2 separate regions of the Mus musculus genome follow, and region 1 is linked to region 2. The links are chromatin contacts, called in public HiChIP or PLAC-seq maps. All regions are on one chromosome and are shown on one strand. The core of a region is the stretch at or near the end of the contact, and the rest is flanking DNA. Distances in the headings are between cores, read along the strand shown.

Region 1 (7,083 bases), core at 57-2,556, 55 kb after region 2:
AGACAGCTGGTGTTACTGTATGACCACACCCAGTTTTACGTGCTGCTGAGGATGGAACCCAAGGCTTTGCACATGCTGGACAGGAATAATAATAATAATAATAATAATAATAATAATAATAATAATAATAGCTTTGGGAATAGCAGGAGAGATGGACAGTCAGACTCCTACTCTCGTGGAGATCAGCACTGCAGGGCACCAATAGGTAAGCAATGAGATAAATCAAAACGGAAAGGCCCAATGATAAGCTTTTTGTTATTGTCTGTCTGTCTGTCTGCCTGCCTGTCTGTCTGTCTGTTTATTGAGACAGGGTTTCTCTGTGTGGCCCAGGCTCTCCTAGAACTCACTCTGTAGACCAGGCTGACCTCAAACTCACAGAGATCCACTGCCTCTGCCTCTGCTGGGATTAAAGGTATGCGCCACCATCATCAGGCCCATTAAAAAATTTTTTTTAATTAAAAATGTTCACAATCTTATCCATACATAACGTTTTTGATTCTTCATTATTCTCTCTTAGCGCCCTCTACTCCCGAATCCCTCTTCCATCTAACAATCCTTCCGACGTTCATGTCTCTTTTTTAAAACCAGGGAATTTTATTAAAGCCGATTGCTTGAAAATGAATATGGGGGGGCACTTAATTACTTGAACAAGGTTAACTTACCAGTAGTTACATCACAGAGGAGTATGAGTTTTCCTCCGCAGCAATTATTAGCTGTTTAGAGAGCCTCAGACTAGAACAGGACTCACAAGCCCTGCCTCCTATTCTTTCTCTCTCTCTCTCTCTCTCTCTCTCTCTCTCTCTCTTTCTTTCTTTCTTTTTTGGTTTTTTGAGATAGGGTTTCTCTGTGTAGCCCTGGATTTTTTTTCCACTATTCATCATTTTACGGATAAGATAATTAATTGAGGCTCAGAGAGGTATATTGTCTTTTCTGAAATCACACAGCAGAGCTTGACCTACGCTCAGTTGATCCAGAAGCCACAGATTTAACCATTGGCTGAGACTAACTGCTCATGAGGGATGCTAGGGCGAAGATGGCAGCTTGGGTTTTGGAGGAATGCTGACTGAGCTAAGCTGTTGGAGCTGTTCCAGAGGATTAGCCTGAAGGCCCCGTTGAGTGGCACAGGAGGTCTTAGGCTCTCCTCTTCCTGTATTGCTCTGTCATCCTTCCAAACAAAATCCCTCAGGTCCGGGACAGAGAAAGGGAATCGTGACGGTTGGAACCGGGCTGTCGGGAGGCATGACAGCGTCTGCAATCATCTCTGTGGGTTGTGCAATTGAGACAAGTGTTGAGACCATGACTCACAGCTTTGACGTCGCAGAGGAAATTCCAAACAAGGTCAACGAACAGCCTGTGTTCAGAGAGTAGCCATCCCTCCACAGCTGCGGCCACCTCAGGCCCTGACTCCACGCCCCAGTCACTGCCTGCATCTGGGGCACAGATGGAACCTGCCACCCCTCCTGGCTCCAGGCACCCTCCGCTCAGGTGGCTGCTTGAGGACCACCATTCCCTGAGCTGATGCTCTAGCAGAGAAGCCTGGCAGGTCTGGATTCAAGTCATGTCTCAGCGCTCAGCGGCTGGTGCCTTTGGCGCATGTTTCTGGTCCTCTGCATCCTTATCTAAACAGAGACCAGCAAGGAGGTGTTCCCGTGTAATCTCAGCACATACCGTCTACAGCTGGGGGACTGGCAAGTTCCAGACCAGCCTAGGCTGAGTAAGGAGACCCTGCTTCAAAGTAAAACAAAATCCAAAATAAATAAATGGGAGAAGTAGTGGTGGTGGTGGGGGTCTGATGCTCAATCTCCAGGTGGATACGACATCAGGTAGGAGAGGGCAGTGCCCTTGCCTGCTTCGTTCAGAGCTGTATCTGGGATCCCAAAAGGTAATGGGACACAAGAGAAGCGTTAATCGTTTTTCTCCTCTGTAACAAAATAACCGATAAGAGCAACTTAAGGGAGGAAGGATTTCCTGGCACCCAAGCCGGAGGCCACAACGTGTCAGTCACAAGCAGGGTGCAGAGAACACTGGTGCTCAGTCTCCTTCCTCCCCACCCCTACTATGTATTCTCCATGGAATGGTGCCACCTATGGTTAGTGTAGGCCTTCCTATCCTCTTTAAGCAAATATAGAAACTCACTTAGAGATATTCCCAGAACTTCGTCTCCTAGATAATTCTAGATCTCACCCAATCGAGACTCAACACTAACCGTCATATAGACCTTAGTAAGTTTTGAAAAATGAATGAAAGTTTCGGTAGAGCACCCAGCACACAGTAGGTACTCAGGCTCTGGCTATTACTATCATCAATCCCTAAGGAACCTCTACTGTGTGTCCCCCTCCCCACCCCCAGCACTTGGTGGGTCAGTTCGTCTGGGATGGATCCCCAGCCTGGATGTCTGGGCTGTTGGGATTGGGCTGGGCAGGTGATAAAGGTGGAGTGGGTGACATAGCTGCTCACTGGACAGCTCTTGAGATGTTTCACAAGATGGGTTCACCCTGAGCCCAGAGACCTCCTGCTGGCAGCTTTGGGGCTGGACAAACCTAGAAAGGAGAAGGGAATCCTTGCATCAGCCAAAATCCCTGGCAATAATAGCAGAGCCTCAACTTGGAAAGGGGGTTGTTCTGTGGAGACAGGCAAGTGATTATTAACTGGATATTGTTTTTTACTTTTTAATTTGATTTATTTTATGTGTCTGGGTGTTTTGCCTGCTTGTTTGTTCATGCATCACTTGTGTGCCTGGTGCCTACGGAGGTTGGAAGAGAGTGTTAGAGCCTCTGGAACTGGAGTTACAGACGGTTGTGAGCCACAGGGTCCGGCATTTTTTTTTTTTTAATATGGAATCTTGTCAGGAGGTGGTGGCTCACACCTTTATTCCCAGCACTCAGGAGGCAGATGTAGGTGGATCTCTGAGTTGAAGGACAGCCTGATCTACAGAGCAAGTTCCAGGACAGCCAGGACTACACGGAGAAAACCTGTCTGGAAAACAAACAAACAAATATTTCTTAAGAAAGTAGAGTATAATTTACACATATACAAAGATGTTCGGTTCTGCATGCAATAACAGTGAAACATGAAAAACCTTGAAATAACCAACAACTTCTGTATCATTGTTATCGTTTTGGGCATACTGAAGATCTGTCAACTGCAGGCTCCTTCCTATAACAGGCAAGGGCTGAGCTCTGCCTCCAGTCCTGTCATTCAGTAATTCAACTGTGCCTGGGAATTCATTTACAGAGATGTCAGTGAGGACTGTGTTGTAGACAAGTGTATAACTCACAGGGCCCCGCCCCCACCCCCTGGATGTTTCTGTGGGAGAAGCACAGGGCAGGGCAAAAAGAGGAGAGGAGAGTGCAGCCCAGAGCCTTGAAAGTGGTTTCTGTGGGAAGGAACCTGGGAGGGAAGGCAGAAGTGCAAACAAGGTTAGTGCCCCTGATAACCATCACTTGAATCCTGTAGGTGGGTCTCTAAGTACTCAGTATCTGGCCCAGGGCAGGGAGATGCTAAGTTGGTCTGGGAAGGTTAAACAGAGAGCTTGGTTGGAGATAAAGACTTGTGGCTGTCAGGCTGGTGTGTGGAAGAACGCTCTGTGAATCAGCTAGACCTTGGGAGCAGCAGCCTCCCAGATGTCAAAGAAAATAGAACAAAGTATCCTTGTCCATAGCTATATCCCAGCAATGGAGAAGCCTAGGCAGGAGAATCACACTGAGTTGACGCCAGCCTGGACGTCATAGCGTGTTCAAGGCCACCTGTGCCCGTTCCATTATAATAATAATAATAATAATAATAATAATAATAATAATAATAATATAGTTTTTAAATAACTTAAGCTGGTTATAGTGGTACATGCCTTTAATCCCAGCACGTGGGAGGCAGAGAAGCAAGGGGAATTCTAGGAGTTCAAGGGCAGCCTGATCTATGGAGCTAGTTCTAGGACAGTCAAGACTTTGTGTGTGTGTGTGTGTGTGTGTGTGTGTGTGTGTGTGTGTGTGTGTTCATGTGCATATGTTGTGTGCCTGTGTCTTCAAAGGCCAGAAGAGGGTATTGGATTCCCTGGAGCTGGAATTACACATGGTTGAGAGTTGCCCCACGTAGGTGCTGGGAACCAAACTCGGTTCTATTCCTAGCAAGAGCGGGAAACATAGCCAGGTGTGGTGGCTTTTTATCCCAGCACTCAAGAGGCAGAGGCAGGCAGATCTATGTGACCTCAAGGCCAGCCTGGGCTACAGAGTGAGTTCCAAGACAGCCAAAGTTACACAGAGAAACTGTCTCAAAAATAAATAATTGCCGGGCAGTGGTGGTTCACGCCTTTAATCCCAGCACTTGGGAGGCAGAGGCAGGCGGATTTCTGAGTTCGAGGCTAGCCTGGTCTACAGAGTGAGTTCCAGGACAGCCAGGGCTACAGAGAAACTCTGTCTCGAAAAACCAAAACAAAAAACAAAAACAAATCAAAAATAAATAAATTGAAAATAAAATAAAATAAAGAACAGGAAATAGTCTCAGCTGCTGAGCCACCTCTGTCTTTTCTCTCTCTCTCTCTCTCTCTCTCTCTCTCTCTTTGTGTGTGTGTGTGTGTGTGTGTGTGTGTGTGTGTGTGTGTGTGTACTGCAGGTTAAACTCAAGCCTTATATGCCCTGAAAATACTCTATCTCTGAACTGAACCCACAGGCTCCAGACTCATTTCCTTACTTCTATTTTATATATATATATATATTATCTTATTGTTTTGTTTTGTTCTTGAGACAGGGTCCCACCATATAGCTCTGGCTGCCCTTAGACTCACAGCAATGTTCTTGCTCCAACCTCCGAAGTACTGGGATTACAGGCATGAGTCACCAAGTTCTTGGAGTTAATAGTGTGTGTGAGTGTGTGTGTGTGTGTGTGTGTGTGTGTGTGTGTGTGTGAGTGTGTGTGTGTGTGTGTGTGTGTGTGTGTGTGTGTGTGGTGTGTGTACACATATGTGCACTTGTGTGTGGAGACCAGGTGTCAACCTCTTCAGTTGCTCTCTTCTTTTTTTTTTTAATTTTTTAATTTTTATTATATATAAGTACACTGTAGCTGTCTTCAGACATTCCAGAAGAAGGAGTCAGATCTTATTACGGATGGTTGTGAGCCACCATGTGGTTGCTGGGATTTGAACTTCGGACCTTCAGAAGAGCAGACGGGTGCTCTTACCCACTGAGCCATCTCACCAGCCCCTCTCTTCTTTTTTTAAGAGTAAAAAACAAATTATATGCATGGGTGTATTGCATGCCTATGTGTCTGTGTGTCACATGTGTACTGTGCCCATGGAGGCTAGAAGGGGGAGTCAGGTACACTAAAATTTGAGTTACTTAAGGTTGATAGCTGCCATATGGTTGTTGGGGGTTGGACGCAGGTCCTCTGGAAGAGCAGCTGGTGCTCTCAACCACTGGGCCATCTCTCCAGCCCCTCCACTCTATTTCTTAAGACAGGGTCTCTCGCTAAATGCGATGCTAAGTGCTAAGGCCAGACTGGCCTCTGGGATGAGCATGTCTCCATCTCTCCCACCCCCATGCTGGAAACATATGTCTAGCTTTTTACCCATGTGCTAGAAATTCGAACCCTGGTCCTCATGTTTCTGAGACAAGCACTTGGTAACCGAGTCACATCGGCTCCATTGCCTTAGCTCCAGAGCTTCTGGTTTTACAGGGCAGAGCCCGCCATTGAAGAACGACAAGCTCCAGGAAGCCTGGAATCTGCTCTGGAGTGTGTATTAAATTAGGGAGGGGGATGTGGAGGGGTAGGGGCTAGGAGTGGGGGTTCCTGCAGCCTTGGGGAGAATGAATGGTGAGGCAGACATGGGGGTCAACAGAAGAAGAAGCTGTTGGGCTAGTGAAGTGAGCTGGTAATTGGTGTTAGAAGCACTTGTGGCCTCTGTGGGGGAAGGGCAGGGTAGGGTGAGAAAGAGTTTAAAATGGGTGGCTTTTCTAGCAGGTGCGGAGGGAAGGAAGGGCTCTGACGTCACAGCTGCAAGGTCCACAACCCAGAGCCCAGAGCTCAGCTCTGGCAGAGCGGCCCTCAGACAGAGGCACTCAGGCCTGGAGGAGGCAGGGATTGGATGACCTCACTCAGCTCCTCCACGCCTCAGGCCCACCTCACACCTGCTTGCAGCTCTGGAGCCACGCCACCTGTCCCTCTTGCCCAGTGCTTTTGAATAATAATGTCCATACCTTCCCTCCTAAGCAAGGACTCTCCATCTTCCAAGCCTGGGGACACCGAGTCCCTAGGAAGAGAGAGGGATGGACCTTGTAACTTGACCATGCTTCTTCCATGCTAGCCCTCACTCTGATACTATAGATGGACATCCATCCTATGGACCTCAGTTTTCCTTCTCTACAATGGGTGCATTTACCTGTTAGTTTACAATTAAGACAGAAAATGACAGCCTGACAGCTGGGTGGTGGCGCACTCCTTTAATCCCAGCACTCAGGAGGCAGAGGCAGGCGGATTTCTGTGAGTTTGAGACCAGCCTCGTCTTCAGAACGAGTTCCAGAAACAACCAGAGCTATACAGAGAGACCATGCCTCGAACAAACAAAACAAAACAAAAAGATGAAAAGTTACCCCAAAGTTAATTTCGATAGCCCCGTCTCCTCTCCAGAGTTCTTGCTGCTGCTGCTTAAGGTATTCCAAGCTTCTCTTCTGTTCTTTCTTCTTCCCTTCATCTTTCTCTCTCCTGCCTTCCCCCTTTCTCTTTTCCTCTATTTCAAAGATTTGCTTTTTTTTCCCCCAAGACAGGGTTTCTCTGTGCAGCCCTGGCTGTCCTGGAACTCACTTTGTAGACCAGGCTGGCCTCGAACTCAGAAATCTGCTTGCCTCTGCCTCCCGAGCGCTGGGATTAAAGGTGTCCACCACCACACTTGGCCTTTTCAAAATTCTTGATGAACTTCACTCAGGCTGAGAGCCCCTGGCCTGGCCCATTATGGAACCTGGGCCCCAGCCTGGCTGCCTGCAGAGAGACTATACCCCACAATGTGACCCTAAAACAATCCCCCTGCTGGGAAGATCATGTGCATGTGTCTCCTTCATCCCCCTCTCCTTCATCCTCATCAGCATGAGGTGCTAT
Region 2 (7,098 bases), core at 1,949-4,448:
GTGTATGTATGTATGCCCAGCTTAGCTGGGACATTTGCGCCTAGGCATTCAGGACCAGCCTGGCAACAGCGAGAGCCTGTCTCAATAACAGCAGCCAGGTGTGTGGCCCTCAGCACTCAGGAGGCAGAAACCGGTGAATCTCTGAGTTCGAGCCCAGCCTGGTCTTCATAGTGAGTTCCTGGACTGCCATGTGGATAACACAAATTAAGAGGCAAAGAGAAACCCAGAAGAGCCCCCACTGTCCTCGCAGATACCAGCTGTAGGACCCAGAGAAAATGTCACGAGCCTGGCCAGAGGTGAGACTCAACAGGGGAGCTTGGGAGTCTTTGCTAGCGGACAGCAGGACCAGTGGGCAGGAAGCGAGGAGACCTAAGTCCTGGCCTGACTTCTACAGAGCCACGGTTGTCATCCCTCTGGTGGCCAGCTCCCCAACAAATCTTGCTCACCCCACACTTTGCAGCCACAAAGCAGAAGGCCACACCCAGGGTTGGGCTTGGAGCAGCTCCAGGTCACACCCTTGTAAAATGAGTAAGCAGGGGGTTAGGCCTGCCCACGGGGCACTGGGGCCCCAGCATCTGGAGATGGACCAGAGATGGTCTCTGGGCCTGGCAGGCTTTTAGGGAGTCTGATGCAAGGATGACACCCCCCCCCACCCTCCCCACTTCTTGGCCTTGTGAGTTGGGCAATGTCTTCACTCGGCTCGGTTTCCTCACCTGTAGAGAGCCTCATCCCCTAACCAAGATAACTGGTGCAGAGTGCCAAGCTGTGTCTGGCATGCAAGAGCCACTCTGGCTAAGATCCCTGAGCCCGCCCTGGGAGGACAGAGCAGACAGGTGCAGAGTTGGTGGGGAAGTTCAAAACCCCAGCTGTTACTGACACTCTACATCCAAAAGCAGGTGGTCAAAGGCAAGATTAGCCCTCCAGAGTCCCCTTTCCCAGGGGCACCTAGCTCCTAGAATGAGCAGTTCAGGGGTAAAGCCCAGCCTCATAGAGAGCTGATTTGTGGGTCACTTCGCTGGATGAACTTTGACCCTCGATTTTCCGCTTCCACAACACAAAGCTTCTTCCTGTTCAGCTTACTTCACAAGCTAACACAAATGCATGCGGCTGGAAAATGCCCAAGAGCCGACACAGCAACAGAACACCACTCATCCTCAGTTTCTTGCCCTGTAAAATGGGCATGACAACACAGCCATGCCACTTCCTGCACTCCCAGGAAAGGGATCATGGGAGGTAAAACTAAAGCTTGACTCCAAAGGCAGAAAATGAGGCTGGCTCTGCCTAGAGCCAGAGAGGTGACCACTGAGCTCTGAGCCTGCCCCAGGGGTGGAGAAAGAAAAGACAGAGCCACAGGTCGGACAAAATACCCTGGGGACACAGGGTGGTCTTATCCCTGTCCCTAGACTTACCATACCCTACAAATACCATCTCCCCTCCTTGACACCTGCTTCCAAACCTGGAACTAACAGAGGAGACAAGCCAAGGAAGATATATTTTCTAGAAGAGGAAAGGTGGGGCTGGCGAGATGGCTCAGTGGGTAGAGGAGTTTGCCACCAAGCTGAACAGCTTGAGTTTGATCCCCAGGACCCACTCTGAAAAAGAAAACCAACTCTGAAAAGTTGTGCTCTGACCTCCAAACACAGTGTGGCACAAACGGTCCCATCCCCCACATAAATGTAATTTTAAAACTTTTTTTTTTTAAGAAGAGGAAACAGAGGCCCTGACATCCAAATATACACAGTGAAGACCAGAGCTGAAACCAGCCACCCCAACCCTCCCTCTAACTCCCTCAGGCCCTTTCTCATCCATTCCCACAAACCCTGTACTACAGCCCAAACGCCACCACACCAGGCCTTCCCTGACAACACATCTCTCACTCGCGAGGTCACAGTCCATCTGAACAGGAAACCCAAGAGACGGACTACATTTGCATTGCTACTGGCTATTTCGGACGATGAGCAGGCTGTGGGGAGGACCTGAGGACAACACTTGAGAAGGAGCTGGCTAGACAACTCTGGTCCAGATACCAGGCTGGACCAGAGACCTGGGAGACCTATGCGGATTTAAAGTCACCAGGAAATCCCACAGGCCAAGCCCCTGGCCTGAAAAAGCAGGTGTTGGTTCTGGCGTAAACAATGAAAGAATGAATGAACTTAAGCATCGTCGATGCCTTGGAAGCTTCCTCAAGGTCACGCAGGCGCTAGGGGCACTGGGCTAGGTCTCCAGGCTCCCCTGACCAGTGCTCATTGCAGTCCGCGACAGCAGGCGAGATTACTTCACGGAGTCGGAAAATGAAAGGGTTCTCTCTACTGCCAGTCCCGCTTCCCCACCTCAACCAGCTGTAATCAAGCCGTAGGGCGTCCCAAGCACCCTCTCTCCTTTTTCCCCACCCAGACACGTATACGGGAAGTACAGGGGGTCCCCCAGCATTACCGGCAGCCGGCCTGCGGGTGCACATCGCACAATTTGGCCCTCGGGTCCGTGGGGAGTGGCGTCGAGGCAGGTGCCCAGCGCCACAGAGGAAGGCACCGTCTGCGTGTAAAGCGAAGTGTAGTAGGTGGTGGCGGTGGTGGCCGGGCAGAGCTGGGGGCTGCTCAGACCCGAAGGCCACAGCTCGGTGGGGTTCAGCGCCGGCAAGCTCTTTGTAGGTTGCGCCGTGGCCGGAGCCAGGGTCCGCGGCGCGCGCAGCATGGCGAGTGCGGCGCCCCCTACCCACTCGGGTCTGGCGCGCGCGCGCGGGGCACCTGCGGGCTTTGCAGCCGGCTGCACCGCGGACGCCGGGAGCAGCCGCCAATGGACGCCCGCCGGGCAAGGCCGGACCCTCCCCTCCTGGCCCGCCGCCCAGCGCTGCCGAGCTCGGAGATCGCCACTCGGAGATCGCGTGGCACAGGTGGCACTGCCAGGAGTTGGCCCGGTCCGGCTCGTGCCCCGAATATCTGGGCGTCCGGAGTCGCGCCCGTGCGTGAAAGCGTCCCGGAATGCCCACGGACCCCGCGGACACTCGTGTGCTCTGACCCGCGAAGGGTGTCCTGTGCGCCCTGCTGAGCTCTGCGTTCACCCCTCTAGTTCCCGTCCCTTGCTTGGACTCCTTTTTCTTTTCTTTCTTCTTTTTTCTTTCTTTTTCTTTTTTTTTTCTTTTTTTTTTTTTTTAGCGCCAAACTATATGCCGCCAAATTCGGATCTCCCGCGGAAAATGCCGCGCCTCGATTGGCTGCTACAATATATATAGGCTCCTCCCACCCACCCACCCCCGGAAAGGCTTAGTCTAAGAAACAGCGATTACGACAGGAGCTTAGTGGCTTAAAGGGGCCGCGACATCTGCTGACTTCAGCGTCCTCTTGTAACAGTAGGCGAAACTGAGGCAGGAGGTGCATCTGGAACACCCAGCATAAGGACCAACAGTACAGCGAAGAGCGCTGAGGAGCGGACCTCTTTTCCTTGGGGGTGGGGCCAAACATTGAAAGAGAGTCAGAGTCGGGACCTGAGTCTTGACCCTCAAGTGCATTTCCCTGGCCACAAAACCTTTTGTTTTCGCTTTGTTGCTTAGTTAGGTTAAATCATTTATTAATATATTAATTAATATAACCAATATGTCCTCTTTCTCTTCAAATGAAACCCAGGAACCTGTTCCTCCAGGCTTTAATTGGCAGAGGGGCAGGGAAGGGTGGCGCCTCCCTTTTATGTTTTTCTTCAGGAAAAAAACTAACCTCTATTGAGCGCCTACTGTACGCCCGTACAGTACACTAAGATTAGACCATTATATATGTTATGTTGTTTAATTTATCCCATCAATCCGGAGAAGTGGGATGGGTAAGACCAGGGAGTCGGAGGGGCGGGATATTGTGCCTCGGGTCATTCACAGATTCGCTGATCTGAGAATTGGCAGTCAAATGTAGGACAGTCCAGGTCGGGAGTCTTTGTTCTAGTAAAGAGCTCCTTTCCACTCTCCCAAACTCTGCCCCGCCCTTGACAGGCACAGCGTGGGTGAGGGTCCAGAGTTTGTCAGGTCATTTTCCCCAACAGGACCCAGCACTCTTCCTTCCTGAATCAAACACCTCCAGGTTTCTTCTACACAAATTTTTGTTTGTTTGTTTTTGTTTTTGTTTTTGTTTTTGTGAGACAGGGTTTCTCGGTGTAGCCCTGGCTGTCCTGGAACTCACTTTGTAGACCAGGCTGGCCTCAAACTCAGAAATCCACCTGCCTCTGCCTTCCAAGCACTGGGGTTAAAGGCGTGCGCCACCATTGACCGGCCTAAACAATTATTTTACCACAACAGGAGGGGGGGTGGGCTGAGTCCCCGTGTTAAGACCTGATCAGATCATCACAAACCAGGTAGCCCAGGCTTTCTCTTCGACATTCTTAATTCACATCCAGTCCCCTAACCCTTTTGTGAAAGCTGTTTGACAAGATTTCTTCTCCATTCTCTGGGTCTTTTTTTTTTTTCTCTCTCTCTCTCATTCCTTATGTCGGAGTCACAGAGAAATCTCATGGCACAGTATATGCAAAGCCTTCGGCACAGAGCTTGGTCCATGAGAATCGACAGCTGTTGCTATATCAGACTTGATCTGGAATACACAGGCCTCTTTAGTCTACAGTAGACCACCAAGAGGTGGTGACACATGACTTTAATGCCAGCATGTGAGAGGCAGAGGCAGGTAGATTTCTGAGTTCAAAGACAGCCTGGTCTACTGAGTGAGTTCCAGGACAGCCAGGGTTATACTGTCTTGAAAAACCAATAAACAAATAAACAAACAAACAAAAAATAGTCTGCTATTTCACTGGTCCCTTAAGTCCCAGCTTAAACTTCTCCTCCTCCCGGAAGCCTTCCCTGCCTGTTTGCCCTCTCTCACCCTGAAGGCCTTTACTCTTTGAACGTTTATTGTGGTTTGCCTCAAGCAAGACTTGGCTTTCTTGCCTTGTAAATCATTGCTTTCTATCTAAGTTTTTTTCAATGCTCTCAGTCAAGTCTCTCTCTGAATGAGGCCTGGCTTGGCATGCAGAAGGTGGATAATAAGTGTTACGACTTGCTTGTGTGTCCGGCAAAGAGAGGCAATAGTGAGTGAGATTTGAAATCAGAAAGTCTAGGGATCCCTCACAAAGTCCTGCCCACTACGTCCTAGCTGAACAGCCCTGGGCAGGTCAGCTGTGGGGCCACCTCTCGGAACCTCCATTCCCTCAACCACCCAATACAGAGAAAGCTGCTACTCGGCCTGGGGCCAAGATCTTCCCTCTCGTTCACAGGACAGTAGAAATGATGGCCACTGGTCTGTAGCAAGACCCTACCACATGCACTTCACTCTGGCGCTTCCTGATCCCCACACCATACCACACTACACTGTTATTATCCCCATTCTACAGATGAGGGCACCTGGAAGGAATTGTGGCTGAGCAGGTTTGGAGCCGAAGCAAGGCCCCAGGGCCAGGGAGGGAATGGAGGTGGCAGGGAGGGGCCGGGAGAGAAGAAGGGAGCCAGCAGCCAGTGAGGGGGCTGAGAGCCAGTTCTCTGTGGTTGAGTTTCGGGTAGTTGGGGTTGGCTTTGGAGTTTCGCTGCCTGGGAACGGATGGATTCCTGTGAGAGGTGTGGGCATGGATCAAGCAGGAACCCTGCAGCTTGAGTTCTTGCTCCTTCCATCCGTGCTACATGCTGCGATGTCAGTCCGGGTGCTAGACCTCGAAGCTTTGACTCTTACACCTTTGAAGTCGGATGGCAAAGTGGGTTTTTCTGGGACGCCCCACGGAATCCATGGAAGGGTCCCAGGTGCGTCCTCGGTGTTTGATGCAAACACCCAGCTGTGTGCTTTTATGCTTATTTTTATTGTTTGATAGTAGTCATGGTGCTTCGGAAATAGGGTCTCACTATGAAGCTATGACTAGCCTCTCTCTGTAGACCAGGCTAGCCTCAAACTCACAGAGATCCACCCGCCTCTGCCTCCCAAGTATTGGGATTAAAATCATACGCCATCAACCCGGCATGGTGGCCTGCACCTTTTAACCTCAGAGGTTGGGAGGCAGAGGCAGGCAGATCTCTGAGTTCGAGTCCAACCTGATCTACATAGTGAGTTCCACAAAACAGCCAGGGCTACATAATGAGACCCTGTTTCAAAAATCAAAAATCGAGGGGAGGGGAGGGGAGGGGAGAGGGGGTCTTCGGAGGGGAAACCAGGAAAGGGGATAACATTTGAAATGTAAATAAAGAAAATATCTAATAAAAAAAAAATCAAAGCGTGTGCCACCGTGCTTATTTTGTTGACGCCTCTGAGTTATCTTGTAACAGGTCCAGCGTGAGCACATGAAGAAACTAAGCATGAGTCATACAGGCAGTGGTTCTCAACCTCCCTTATGCTGACGGAGACCCTGTAATACGGCTCCTCATGTTGTAGAGACCCCCATAAATCAATTTCATTGTGACTTCATAACTGTGATTTTGCTACTGTTATGAATTGTGATTTAAATATCTGTGTTGTCTCGTGGTTTTAGGCAACCCCTGTAAAAGGGTCATTCAACGACCTCCCCCCCAAAGGAGTCATGACCCGACCCACAGGTTGAGAACCTCTGATGTAAAGGGATTTGACAAAAGGTTGCATAGGAATGATGACATTAAGACCAAACTCAGATCTCTGTCTCCCAAGGCACTGAAGTCTTTTTTAAAAAAGATGTACACATAAAAAGGATTTTATGTGTACAATTGCTTTGCTTGCATATTGGTTCTGGTGCCGAGTGCGTGCCTGGTGTTGGGGGAAGTTACTGATGGTTGTAAGCCTACATGTGGGTGCTGGGAATTGAACCTGAGTCCTTCACAAAAGCAACAAGTACTCTTAACAGCGGAGCCAACTCTGTGGAGCCATATACCAAGAATGTTGAACAAAGCACCAGTCTCAGAAATCCAGGCCTTGTGGTGAGCCAGGGGTACCTGGGCCGCAGAAGGGATGTGCAATCCCAGAACTTGGAAGCTGGAGGTGAAGGCAGCAATTCAAGGTCAGCCTCAACTACATAGTCTTAGGATAGTCTGGACTATATGAGACCCTGTATACATAATACATAATACATACATACATACATACATACATACATACATACATGCATACATACATACATACT

The links. HiChIP or PLAC-seq counts read pairs in DNA pulled down with a chosen protein or histone mark.
Region 1: an HNF4G HiChIP or PLAC-seq map of pancreatic cancer cells shows a contact between it and region 2. The contact joins the enhancer-like site here to the promoter of E2f2 in region 2. A contact is called at or near these places in 2 of 39 promoter capture datasets (maxillary cranial neural crest and second pharyngeal arch cranial neural crest), 1 of 15 datasets of contacts at CTCF or cohesin (large pre-B cells), 6 of 115 datasets of contacts at active chromatin or transcription factors (CD8 T cells, the SCID.adh cell line, embryonic stem cells and 1 more) and 3 of 9 other capture datasets (adipose tissue, liver and pancreatic islet).

The regions. Positions count from the first base shown.
Region 1 is chr4:136,111,449-136,118,531 of GRCm38.p6, reverse strand. No RefSeq gene overlaps it. Among named protein-coding and RNA genes, the nearest start is that of Gm42329, 27 kb to the left of the region's middle. Within about 2 kb of position 1,306, at least 131 of the 459 cell types and tissues checked have an H3K27ac peak or open chromatin away from gene starts, as enhancers often do. A contact at or near this core is called in adipose tissue, liver and pancreatic cancer cells, where this site is marked.
Region 2 is chr4:136,168,374-136,175,471 of GRCm38.p6, reverse strand. It overlaps E2f2 (E2F transcription factor 2), which reads right to left and starts at 3,198. Exons shown (of 7, transcript NM_177733.7): 1 at 2,434-3,198. The coding sequence starts at 2,691.